Linked DNA regions of Pan troglodytes: region 1 is linked to region 2. The links are chromatin contacts, called in public Hi-C maps. All regions are on one chromosome and are shown on one strand. The core of a region is the stretch at or near the end of the contact, and the rest is flanking DNA. Distances in the headings are between cores, read along the strand shown.

Region 1 (6,456 bases), core at 3,919-6,418, 160 kb after region 2:
GTCAAGGCTACAGAGAGCTATGACCACACCACTGCATTCCAGCCTGGGCAACAGAGCAAGACCCTGTCCTTAAAATAAAATAAAAGACATGTCTTACTAATTTACAGTCACACTTTGTTCAAGGTGGGAGGGATCTTAGAAGTTATCTAGTCTTGAGGCCCAAATGCAGCGCAAGATTAGACAGGGCAAGGTGGGGTGAGGTCAGTGAGAGCTCACAAGCTTTGTCATCTGACAGGTAGCTAAGCCTTAGCTCCCTTCTGCTCCCCTCCATGAAGGTGAATTTTTTTTAACCCAAATCTATGTCTTCATTCCTATTAATTTTTTAAAGCTATATAGCCCATCATTGTACACATTAAGATCTTTGCAATTCTGACCCTGCTATCAAATATATGTTACGTATGCCACGTCTTCATCAAAATCACTGGCACGGCAATAGAAGACCTTCACAAAGAGAAGAGCAGCAGGAGGAAAAATCAGAGGCAGTAAATGTAGATAACGTTTAGAGGTTCGCTGTAAGAGAGAAATGGGGTGGTAGCAGGATAGGGATTTGGTGGAGAGATCAAGTGGTTTTTAAAAAAATTCAAATATTTATAGGCTAATGGAAATCATCATTCAAATGTGAAGGAAAAACACGGTATGTAAAAACATGTCATAAGCTGTAAAGTTCAACATAAATATAATTGATTATATACATCCCCTTTTCTCTTGCCAGCCTATTTATGTTAAAATTTGATTTTTAGAGCCTCCAGCTCTTTCTGAATGTTCAGAGACCCTGCTCCCATGATCATATATCCTTTTTCTCTGAACATTTTGAAATCTGTGTCCAATAGCCCCTGCCTTTGCTGTTATGAATTCAAACATTACATGACCCCTTTCACCCAAATCCTGTTTTCACATCAATCTCCTCCACTGTTCATGAGAATTTCTAAAAACCGATTTCAGATTCATTAAAGGAACCATTAAAGGCTTCGTCTAATAGGATTACATTTTTAAACATGAAAACCTAAGATTCACTTTTTTGAGTTTTATTGTATCCCTAAGCAAGTTAGCAAAACAAGATTTATTATTTGGTAAAATTATTCTCTAAGGCTGTAACATCCAATCCTGAAAATTTCTATGCAAAGCAAGAAGTGGCCGATACTAAACTCTTCCCCACCAGCACATCTGCATACATAATCACATCATCAACACAGGGCTTTCTCCTCTCCCAACCCCCACTCTGGGGCCAAACAAAAAGTTAGTGTGCACACACATAAAGCACATTTACAATGTCTGCTCCACAGCAGACCCTAGCTAGGCTGCTCCGCAAAGGTACCTAAATATTTTGCTCCTAGTTCTAAGCTCACCATTTGAGTAAGTAATAAGAAAGCAACCGTGATCTGTGCATAAATACAAGACATGTTCTTTCAAAACTCCGTTTCTAAACACGAATTCTTTACCAGTTAAAATATAAAATGTGTTAGCCCCAGGCAAATGATTCTACACCCACCAATGCATTCGACTTAATGACAAAGACATATTTTTAAAGTACACTTGTTTATAAGATATCTCATAAAGTATACTACGTAAAGTATAGCACTTGCCAAAATATACTTTTAAAATACCAAAGTGCCTAAGAAAAAAAATTGACTATTTGCTCTTTAAAGGGATAGGACAAATAAATGTTATTCAGAAATTCACATGTGCCAAACTGATAGTAGCACTGCAAAGCGAACAGGAAGGTTTCTAGTTTCATAAATCAATCCACAGCTTCAAAATGAGCCATCAGGTTCAACTCTAGGAAAACTATAAAGTTCTTTTGTCTTTATGTTCATTTCTATCAAACACCCTCAAAACAAATTTTCATGAATTTCACGTATTGGCCACAGCTGTTTTTCCACCAGGACCTGTCTGATAACTTTGTGTGTAATCTGAGCATTACTTTGCTTAGTGTCAACGTGCAGTAAGTCCTCAATAAACATGTCAAGAATTCTCCTCAATTCAAAATTATAAGAGCATCAAGGTCATAAAGATGCACTATTTTTTCTAAAACTAAAAAATTGTGAAACTCATTAAATCAAGATTATAATGTAAAATACCCAAGTATTCCAATTTTAAATCATTTTCTTAAACACGAATAATTTTAACAGATTTAGATCACCATTTCTGTTTCTAAAATAAATTCCTAAGTTCCTACTGCAACAGCAGAAGATTTAAATTTCATATAAACCCATAGGTTTAGAAACTACTGACAGGTAGGTTAACTTACAAAGATCCCAGCAGAAGCTATGCTTCATAGAGACGGATTTTTTAAAATCTGTTTTGTTCACTGCTGTTGCCTCTCCTTCACCAATGCCTTGACTGAGACTGGGCACACAGGATTTCAATTAATATTTGCTGGACTGAAAAACTGCATATGTGTGAAGACCCTTGGTACAAAGCCAGACATAAACCACCTGTAGAATCCCCCACCCCCACCCCCACCCCCACCCCGAGAAAACCTGGAGCAAGCCCCTGTGGGACGGACACAGAATGACCCCTAGGGAATCAAGGAAAGGGAGGCTAAAACTCAAGGGGACTGACTTCACACCCAGTCTTCACACACTGCCCAAATGTGTTCATTTTGTTGCAGTGTCTAAAATCTCACCAACTGAGAGATTCCTCTAGGTTAACAAATCTCCTCTTTTCAGAATTAATGAACCGTTTAAACCTGTCAACAACCTTAAGAGATGTACATTTCATCATTCCATTTTACAGATGAGCAAACAGGCTAAATGGCGGAGTTACTTTTCCAGTGTCACACAATAGACGTAAAGCACAGGCCTGACTCAGAACCTTTAATCCTACAATGCTGCCTCCCCACTGAGAGGGGAACAGGACTAACCTTCATCCATACCTGAATACACATGACTTAGTTTCCAATACCCTTCTACAGAAACACCTAAAACAAGCTTTCTCAAAGACGGGGCTTTTGTTTGGGGTGACAGGCAAGCAACAAGTAGCTGAAGCACACGAACACCGTGGAGGCAAGGATCTGAAGTTCAGACCATGGATTTGGGGTGCCTGATGGAACCAAGCCTCAAAGACAAACCACAGATTTCACAACACTGCAGAGGACCAGCTCTTGCTCCAGAACAGCTTGCCTCCCCTTCCTCTTTCTACCCTTCCACGTGACCCTCACGGTTCTCTCCACCAGAAAAGAGGCTACCATTGTTAGTTGCCAGTCTGGCAACACTGTGCATCTCAACCACAGTGACTGGCACAGAGCAGGAACGCAAATATTTACTGAATGAACCCAAGACAAAAGTTGTTTCTATGGCCAAGCTGGGACCCTAACTGCCATTTTTAACACAGTAGAGATGAGATATGCACCTTAAGCACCTGATTACTGGTGTAAAACGGACTTTTCAAAGCCCAGTCTGAGTTGCGGACAGGCTACAGTAAAAGCCTTATGTGATTATTTTTCCCCAGCCAGACTGTCTCAAAGAAGAAAACAGCTTAGCACTTTGGCATACAAATACAGACCTCAGAGGGGCATAATATGTTAGTATCTTAAGAGTGTACAAGCAAACCATGACTTATTTAGGTTGTCTACTTTAGGTCATCCTAACATGAACAGCAGTTTAGAAAAGAAAAATCCCCTCTCAGCATTCTCAGGGTGACAATGAGGGTGGGGATAATAGCAGATATCTCCCAAAAGTTCAGCGTGGGCCAAAACCCAAAAAATCATATTCCACGATGTGCAAAAGGTTTCTTTCAAACCATGACTAATAATTTAAACAAATACATGTTTACACCAAATAATCAACTAAACAAAGCCCTTGTTTACAGGAAAACATGACATTAAGCCTAATGGTTTCAAAGACAATTCTTGAAAATTTTACCTATTTCCCTTTTGGTCGGCACCCGTGACCTGAAAAGCCTTGGCTAGTAGTTCCGATTAGTGTCAGAAGATCCTCATAATGTGACATTTTCAGGCGTCAAATTACAGTAAAACTACTAGGGCAAGAACAAGAGCCAAAAGCAACAGGGAAGATGTCCATTTTCCATTTACACGCCCCCCCCCCCAATTTACCACTTAAGAAAAACGGCACGTTTTTATATTAGAAAAGGGCCGCATCCTTCCAGATCTAGCGCAGCCTTAAGTCCGTGATTTCAGGAACCTGCCGCTTCCAAAATACAGGCTGAGACGTCCTCCCCATGAAGTAGTTTTGCGCTCTTGCACCACCTCCTTTGTCTACGCTGTCCCTGCAAACTCCCAGCTCAATGCCCTCCAGCAAACGAGCTGCCTGAACGCAAAGATGACCGTTCCAAGTCTTTTGTAAAAGAAGGGAAAAACCCAGTCACGCTCCTGGAGCCTGGTTCCCACGGGAGCAGGCCGGGCTGTCCACGACGGAAGCCTCGACCCTGGCTGGGGCTGTCGGCCGGGCAGCGCGGGAGAGCCAGGGCCAGAGCCGGGGCCGGGAACCCTAGCCCCGCCGCCTACGCGGGATGCAGCGACCACCGCCCGCCGCCCCCGGGCCGGCACTCACCTCCGTGGAGGGGCAGCGGCGCCAGCACCTGGCCGCGGACCTCGGCCTTGGGGGAGTCAAGCCCGTAGCGCCCGCGGTCGATGCGAAACGTGAGCGGGGCGCCGCGGCCGGGCTCCTGCACCGTCACGTTGATGAGCGCCGTGTAGTACTCCTGGCTCGCGTTGTCTGCCCGCGCCGGCCACAGGCTGCAGGTCAGCAGGGCGAGCGCGGCGAGCCGGGCAGGGCCCGCCCGCCCCGCGCAGCTCATCGTCCCTCCTGCAGCCGCCGCTGCTCGCGGACCGGGCTCCGGGGCCGGCGCCTAGAGGCGGGGCGGGCGCGGCCCGGGCTGCGGCGGGAGCGCGCGCGCGCGCGGCCCTCTTGGACGCCGCGGCCCCGCCGCTCGCCGCCCTCGCGTCCACTGCCCGCCCGTGGGGACGCGCCCATGGGCCCTCGGCGAGGGCGGCGTCTCAGGTCGCACGCGGGCGTCTCTTCGGGGTCCCAGGAGGGTTGTAGAAGCGTGCCCCCTCCATCCCCCCGGGTCGGTCCCACCGAATGGGAGGCGCCTCGCAAGGACGCGGCGGGGGAGGGGAAGGGCGGCACGGGAGGAAGCGCCCCGAGGAGGGTCAGAGGAACACAAAGTCCCTCTCGCGCGGCTGCCGCCTGAGGCGCGTGTCCGCCGCCGCCCCGCCCTCCCACCGCTGGTCTAGCGGCAACGCGCAGGCCTAGGGCGCAGCCCCGCCCCGGGCGCATGCGTGCCAGGGCCTGTCCGCTCCCGCCCGCCTGCACGAGGGCCCGGGCAGCCGGGTCAGCCGCTGGCGCTGGTTGTTTCTCTGTCGGGCGTGATAGCCGCAGGGCGTGGAGCCCGGGAGATTTGCGAGGACGTATGGAAATGTGTGAGAACAGACTACAAAGGAAAAGAAAGCCATAACTTTAAAATAAATGTTTACAATTAAATGTCATGAGATTTAACATTCACGTCATGCAGTTGACATCATGGATGGGGGATGTCTCTGGCCCGGACCTGCAGGGACACGAGTGGTTGGGAAAGACCTCTAGGGTAGCCGTCCCTAACCATTTTGGCACTGGGGGACGGGTTTCCAGGAAGAGAGTTTTTCCAGGGACTGAGGGAATTGAAGTGGTTTCGGGATGAGGCTGCTCCACCTCAGATCATCAGGCGTTAGATTCTCGTAAGAAGTGGGCAACCTAGGTCCCAAGCATGCGCAGTTCACAGCCGGGTTCGCGTTCCTATGAGAGTCTAACGCCGCCCTGATCTGACAGGAGGCGGAGCTCAGGCGGTGATGCTCACTCACCTCCTGCTCGCGGGGAGCCCCTGCTCTAGTGACTAGGTGAACTACTCCAGGGGCCTCCGGACCAGAGGGTTGCAGTGAGAACCCCCCCTCCACCTTCCGAAACGCGCTCGCGCACACACACCACTCTCATTTTCTCTCTCCATGGCGTTTAAAAGATACACATCGCTATAAAGTATCAGCTAAAAGGCAGAATGGGGCAGTGCAGCCGAATTCAGGAACTTACAGGATCTTTGTGGGGAGGCGGAGGGGGAAAGTTTGGCGTCTTCTGAGCAGCCAGGGTTGAGTCTCCTGTCTCCTGCTGCGGGAAGTGGGTGGAGTCAGCTTTGCACAACCAAATGTTCTGAAAATCCGGAAAAGAGGTAGCTCCCCAAAAAGAAATTTGAGGCACTGTTTCCAGGAAAGGGCACGGATGCAGTGCAGGCTAAAACTTAAGATGCCCACTACCGGCCAGGCGCGGTGGCTCACGCCCGTAATCGCAGCACTTTGGGAGGCCTAGGTGGGCGGATCATGAGGTCAGGAGTTCGAGACCAGCTTGGCCAACATGGTGAAACCCCGTCTCTACTAAAAATAAAAAAATTAGTCGTGGTGGTGCGTGCCTGTAGTCCCAGCTACTCGGGAGGCTGAGGCAGGAGAATCGTTGGAACCCGGGAGGCGGA
Region 2 (6,446 bases), core at 2,677-5,176:
CACTGGAAGTATTGATTTGGGGATTGCAAATACATTTTATTGAGTAGGCCAATTTGCAAATATGGAATCTTTGAATGAGGCCGACTATGTCTATCTTGAGAAAAGGTGGCATGAGAATGTGGACATTGGCTAGCCCCACACCTGCGTCCCTAGAGGTACATGGGGATCCATGGGGCTGTCCTCTCCTGCCCTGTCCCCATGACCAGTGGAGCTGCCTTTCTTTTTTTCTTTTTTTTTTTTTTTTTTGAGACGGAATCTCGCTGTGTCGCCCAGGCTGGAGTGCAGTGGCGTGATCTCGGCTCACTGCAAGCTCCGCCTCCCAGGTTCACGCCATTCTCCTGCCTCAGCCTCCCGAGTAGCTGGGACTACAGGCCCCCGCCACCACCCCCAGCTAATTTTTTGTATTTTTTAGTAGAGACGTGGTTTCACCGTGTTAGCCAGGATGGTCTCGATCTCCTGACCTCGTGATCAGCCCGCCTCGGCCTCCCAAAGTGCTGGGATTACAGGCGTGAGCCACCGCACCGGGCCACGGAGCTGCCTTTCTAAGATGGAAGCGAAGGCTCCTCCACTTCCCTCTTGCAGCCTTGGGCTGTGCTGTCAGCAGGGAACACCACCCAGACACGTGGGCTACACACCCCTTCCTCCCGGCAACGGCCCTTCCAGGGCAGGCCCTGCCCAGCACCCCTCACCACTCACGGCACCTACCACACGCCACTGTCCAGTAGACCTGGGAGTCCTGGGTCTGGTGCAGGATGCGGTAAGGGGCCACGCGGGCACTGGAGTCCAGCACCACGTCCAGGGTGCCCACGAGAAGACCTGGGAACAGGGCAGAGAGACATAGAGGGTGAGGGGAGGGCCGGACTGAGGCCCCTGAAGGCTGAGTCTGGCCGGAGGCAGACAGGATGGTGACGCTACCCAAAGGGTCCAGCCCAACGAGGGAAACGTCCGGAATGACCCCCGCGGTCAAAGGCCTTCAGCCAGTGTCTGATCCCGATCAAAACCATCCCCTTCTACTTCTTCCTGGAAGCATCTGCTTCTTCTCCCGGCTCAGAAACACTTGTAGGCAGAGGCAGATACAAGTTTCATGGGGCCAGAGCTTAAACAATTCTGGGAAGCCCTCTTTACGTATACAAAACTAGACTACAAAACAAGTATTGCTTTAGACCGAGAAAGTACAGAGCTACACGTTAAAGCTAAAAAAGAACAATATCAGAAATATCACAAAATCCAGAAAACCAACACAATGTTTTCCTAACTGCCAGGCGCGTCTCCTGAAATACGTCTTCCGGACAGTTCTGGTCCTGTACTCATCGCTTCTTCACACACAGGACAATGATTCTGCAACATTATTTTCCATATCAAGAACAGAAAGATAATGTCTCCCCTTTGCCATGACTCACTGATTTTTTATTACCGACAGTTTAAAGAAGTTTCTTTTAGCCTCAAAAATCATAACTGAAGAAGTCGATCTTTAGAATTGCCAAATTTGGGAAAATATAAAGTTTTTTCATTTCTGAACTGAAACATTTGAGGGCATTTCAAGTTTTTCTTCTCATCACATATACCCATTTGATAGATGACACACATTAAGCAGTCTGTGGCAACGCTATCTTTGCTTTTATATTTTAGGTAATGCTATCTTTGTCAGTGTCACTATTTTTCTGACAAATCAGGAAATATATAGCTTTTATCATTGTTTGATTCACTAATTGAATTATCGAGCAATCTAAAAACCTGTTTATTGTTTTTACTTGAAATTTTTTCTTCCTTTTAACGAAGTGCTGCTTTTGACATGATCTGAAAATATTTTATTACCATTTTTCCTGTTGATGTCAGAACAATTTTTATTGCTGTTATTCAACTTTAACACTTTTGTTTCATAGTCCATTAATATTTTTTTGAGATAGTCTCGCTCTGTCGCCCAAGGTGGAGTGCAATGGCGCCATCTCGGCTCACTGCAACCTTGACCTCCTGGGTTCAAGCGATTCTCGTGCCTCAGCCTCCCGAGTAGCTGGGATTACAGGCGCGTGCCACCATGCCCGGATAAATTTTATATTTTTAGTAGAGACGGGGTTTTGCCATGTTGGCCAAGCTAGCTATTCAGATTCTTTAATGAAAAGTCTAGGTTGGCATGTTTTTAATAGATGGCTTGAATAAAACCACATCCCTGTCTGCTCCTCTTCAGGGAGGACAGTACTCAGGAGGCCACAATGCCCATGATGGCACAGGGAAGGCCCTGTCAGAGGGCACAGCAGGACACACCAAACCTAGCAGTGGGGAGAGATTGGGAGAGGGTTCAAAGAAGGGTTCCCTTGGGGGGACCCTGGGAGCTCGGTCCCAGGGGACATGGAGAGTGAGGTGGAAAGGAGAAGAGCCCGCAGGAAGGAGGTGTACAGAGACCGGGCTGCACCTGCACCCGCCCGTTCAATGAGACGACCCACATAAGCCTGCCGAGCACAGCACAAGTGTTTCAAGTACACCAGCGAATATGACACACTGGCGCGCTGATGACACCCTGGCGCGCTGGCGGAAGAAAAGGTGCCGGTCCCTCGCTTTCTTCATCGGGCTTGCAGTAGCTTCGAGGTTGGCCACAGGGGCTGCCGACTGAACAGCTGGATCTAGGAGGCGGGTCCAGCACAGGAGCCCGAGATCCTTGAAGCCCACTGGGAGGGAACCCGAAGCTGAAGGGAACACTGAGTGTTCCTGGGAACAGAACAGTCTCTTCCACATGAAGAAACGTGGCCCAGGAGAAGCCTCCGTCTGCATCTGGCTATTAGCTGCTCACACTGAAAATCAGGATGATTCACAGAAAATGCTCTTGATAAACTGGACGACCTGGCAACAATGGGACCGCAATCCTGTAGGGCAACAGTCGGTGCCCCGAAGAGCACAGGCACTGAGCCTGAGCCAGCCGGGCTCCTGCAGTGCTGGGCGCAGGCCCTGGAGCATGAGGGGCCCTGGACACCACCTGCGGAGGGAGTGGCCTGTGGGCCTCCCCTGGATCCCACAGGCCGCACGACTCCAAGGGTGCCTGTCCAGCTTCATCCTGTGTGATGGTGGCACCCGGGCCCACAAAGGGCCACCTTGGCGAGCTTGCAGGAACACCCTGTGCCGCTACCCACAGCCTTGGGTGCGCAGCTCTGAGAGCAGCCAGGAGCAGGAAAGGTGGGGGAGGAGAAGCTGGGGGAATGGGGGTGCGGCCAGCTCCAGGGACCTCTGATCTTGCTAAAAGGGCGATACTTTGGTGAGATGGGCACGAAGAAGAGGGCAAAAGAAAACGTGCGCTGGCGTCACTTGGCCCCTTAGAGGCACCTGGGGAAACTGAGGTGGAGGATGAGGACAGGGCGGTCTCGCCAACTTTCGGCGGTGAAGTCCCGGGAAGCTGCACGGCCCCCGGGGCTCGCGGGCGCCGAATCCGGGCAGAAGCCGCCGCCGGTCTCCACTTGGCCGCCCCGAGCCGACCTGAGGAGAGCCCGCCGAGGGCGCATTCGCCTCCCGCCAGCCCCTCGCCTCCCCGCCCCGGCCCCTCCGCGCCCGGCTCCCGGGTCCTGGCCTCGCGCCCCCGCCCCGCCGCGCGCTGGCCTGCGTGTCCGCTGCGACGCGCCGAGGCCGGGCCGGAACCGGACCCGCCCGCCGCCCGCCGCCAGCCCCGCCGCCAGCCCACAGGCCCGGCCGCCCGCGCGCCTCTCACCCGTAAGGCCGCCGCCCTTGCCGTGGCCCCGGCGTCGCTGCAGCACGAAGAAGGGGTTGGCCCGCTCCGTCACCCACAGCGCATTGGCCACCAGCACCTCCTCCGGGCTCAGCCACATCGCGGAGCCGCTCGCACCGGGCCGAGGCCCGCGAGGCGGAAGCGCCCGCCGCCGTCGGCGTCCCGGAGCGGAGCGTGCGGAGCGGGCGGAGCCGGCCGGGGCGGGGCGGGGCCGGGCGGGCGGCGCCCCCTGGCGGGCGTGTGGCGCTCACGCACGCGGCCCGAGTTCCGCGCCGCCCCCTCACCCCGGCCTCGGGCGCGCGCCAGCCTGGCCTCCTGGAGCGGTGCAGCCCGCGGCCTCCGGCCTGGGCCCAGAACGGAACGGCCCAGTCCGCAGACAGGGGAGCCGCTGTGCAGAGCAGGGCGTCTGGCGTTTTGAAAGCTGTGCAGTGTGAGAGAAGGATGTCAAGAAGCAGAGTTTGGCTGCTTTTGGCTGGTTGCGCGTGCAACCCGGGGCGTGTTAGCACTGCAAAGGGCGCCTGGAAAGGGTTTGCAGTTCCTCCTAATTCTCAGCTTTCTTTTTTTTTTTTCGACAGAGTCTTGCTGTGTCGCCCAGGCTGGAGTGCAGTGGCGCAATCTCAGCTCACTGCAACCTCTGCCTCCCGGGTTCAAGTGATTCTCCTGCCTCAGCCTCTTTAGCTGGGATTACAGGCGCCCGCCAACACGCCCGGCTAATTTTTTTGTATTTTTAGTAGAGACGGGGGTTTCACCATGTTGGCCAGGCTGGTCTCGAACTCCTGACCTCGGGTGATCCGCCTACATTGGCCTCCTAAGTCCTGGGATTACAGGAGTGAACCATCGCGCCCGGCCAGTTCTCAGAATTCTGACACTGGGGCCGGGAGACTAGAATCTTCCAGCGCAGGGCAGGTGCCAGGAGGCCCTGATACGGGCTGCATCCTTGGAAATCAGTGCTGCCCCTCCCCTGACAGACGGGTCACAGAGGCTGGCCGGCCCTGGGGATGGGGTCTGGACTGGCCCTGGGCCCAGTGGCGGCTTCTGCGCAAGCGTGAGGCTGGCTGCAGGCGAATGCGGGTCCCTGGTCTCCCAGTGTTGGCCTGCAGGGGCAGCGCCAGTCCACACACGGCCTTCTGCATGAGGGGGCTGTCAACTCCACCTGGGACAACGGGCCTGGGGCCTGTCCGGGGTCGACTGGGATGTCGGGTCACCCTGCTGGCTGGAACCCTCACCAGGGTCTGGCTAGAGGGCAAAGGGAAGGGGGCAGTTAAACCATCCTTGGAGCTGGACCTGACTTCCAGGTGGGTTTCTGTGATTGGCACTCAAGAATCTTGGTGCGATGGATGTAGGTACACGCAGTTGACACCCAGAGTGATCTGCAGTCTTCTTCAATGTTGCTGGATATAGGAATCAGCTTTCAAGATGCAGAGGCGGGCTTTCTTCAACACCTTGGAAGTTTGAACTAATATTGTCATTGTGCTCTCTAGAGGGAAAGAATTTGGAAGAACTGCACTTTTTAACACCCTGAGAGGAGGTAAAGAGTCGTCTTGTTCCTTAATTCCAGTGGTTCTCAAATTGGGTATACATTAGGATCACCTGGAAGGCTGATTCAAACAGGCTGCTGTAGTCCCAGCCACTTGGGAGGCTGAGGTGGTGGGATCACTTGAGGCCAGGAGTTCAAAATCAGCCAGGGCAATATAGCAAGACTCCATCTGAAAACAAAACAAAACAAAAAACAGCCACACAGGTTGCTGCCCCCTCCCTCCCAGGGTGTTTGCACCGCTAACTCGTTCCTAGGTGATGTTGATGCTGCTGACCTGGAGACCACTCCTCGAGAATGATTTTTTATAAGAAGAAAAAGAACAAACATTTATCGATCACTTAGTATGTGCGTGCTAAGCTTACTTCTTTTTGATTTTCTGAGATATGTCACATTCTGTAACGTTCACTCTTTTAAAGTGCAAAACGTAGTGGTTTTTAGTATATTCACTAGGCTGGGCATCCATCATCACTAATTCCAGAACATTTTTATCAAGTCAAAAGAAACCCCTTATCCATTAGCTGCCATTCCCCACTTCCCCCCGGCTTTGCCCTGGCAACCATCAATCTATTTTGTCTCTGTACATTTTTCCCATTCTAGCCATTTCTTCATATAAATGGAACCTTACAATATGTGGTCTTTTGTGTCTGTCTTCTTTCACTTCCCATCATGTGTTCGAGGTTCACCCACGTTGTAGCATGTATTGATGCTTCATTCCTCCTTATGGCTGAATAGTACCCCATGGTATGGATGCACCGCATTTTATTCATTTGGATGGATATTTGGATTGTTTACCCCTCTTGTCTATTATAATAATGCTGCCATGAACATGTGTACAAGTCTTTGTGTGAATATGTGTTTTTAATTCTCTTGGGCATATATTGAGGAGTGGTATTGTTGGGTCATGTGGTACAGCTATGTTTAACTTTTTAAGCAGTGACCACACTGCGCTCCAAAGCAGCTGTAGCATTCCACATGCCCACCAGCTGGGTATAAGAGTTCTAGGCCGGGCGCGGCGGCTCACGCCTGTAATCCCAGCACTTTGGGAGGCCGAGGTGGGCAGATCACAAGGTTAGGAGATCAAGACCATCCTGGCTAACACAGTGAAACCCCGTCTCTACTAAAAATACAAAAATTAGCCGGATGTGGTGGCATATGCTTGTCCCAGCTACTCGGGAGGCTGAGGCAGGAGAATTGCTTGAA

The links. A called contact is a pair of places that touch in the nucleus more often than the background predicts.
Region 1: a Hi-C map of stem cell-derived neural progenitor cells shows a contact between it and region 2, with 3 times the contacts expected there. The contact joins the promoter of RNF130 here to the promoter of TBC1D9B in region 2. A contact is called at or near these places in 1 of 7 Hi-C or Micro-C datasets (stem cell-derived neural progenitor cells) and 1 of 1 datasets of contacts at active chromatin or transcription factors (stem cell-derived excitatory neurons).

Annotation. Positions count from the first base shown.
Region 1 is chr4:177,533,708-177,540,163 of NHGRI_mPanTro3-v2.0_pri, forward strand. RNF130 (ring finger protein 130) reads right to left here and starts at 5,169. Exons shown (of 9, transcript XM_009450321.5): 1 at 4,512-5,169. The coding sequence starts at 4,758.
Region 2 is chr4:177,370,135-177,376,580 of NHGRI_mPanTro3-v2.0_pri, forward strand. TBC1D9B (TBC1 domain family member 9B) reads right to left here and starts at 3,927. Exons shown (of 21, transcript XM_054684855.2): 1 at 3,692-3,927; 2 at 706-816. The coding sequence starts at 3,809.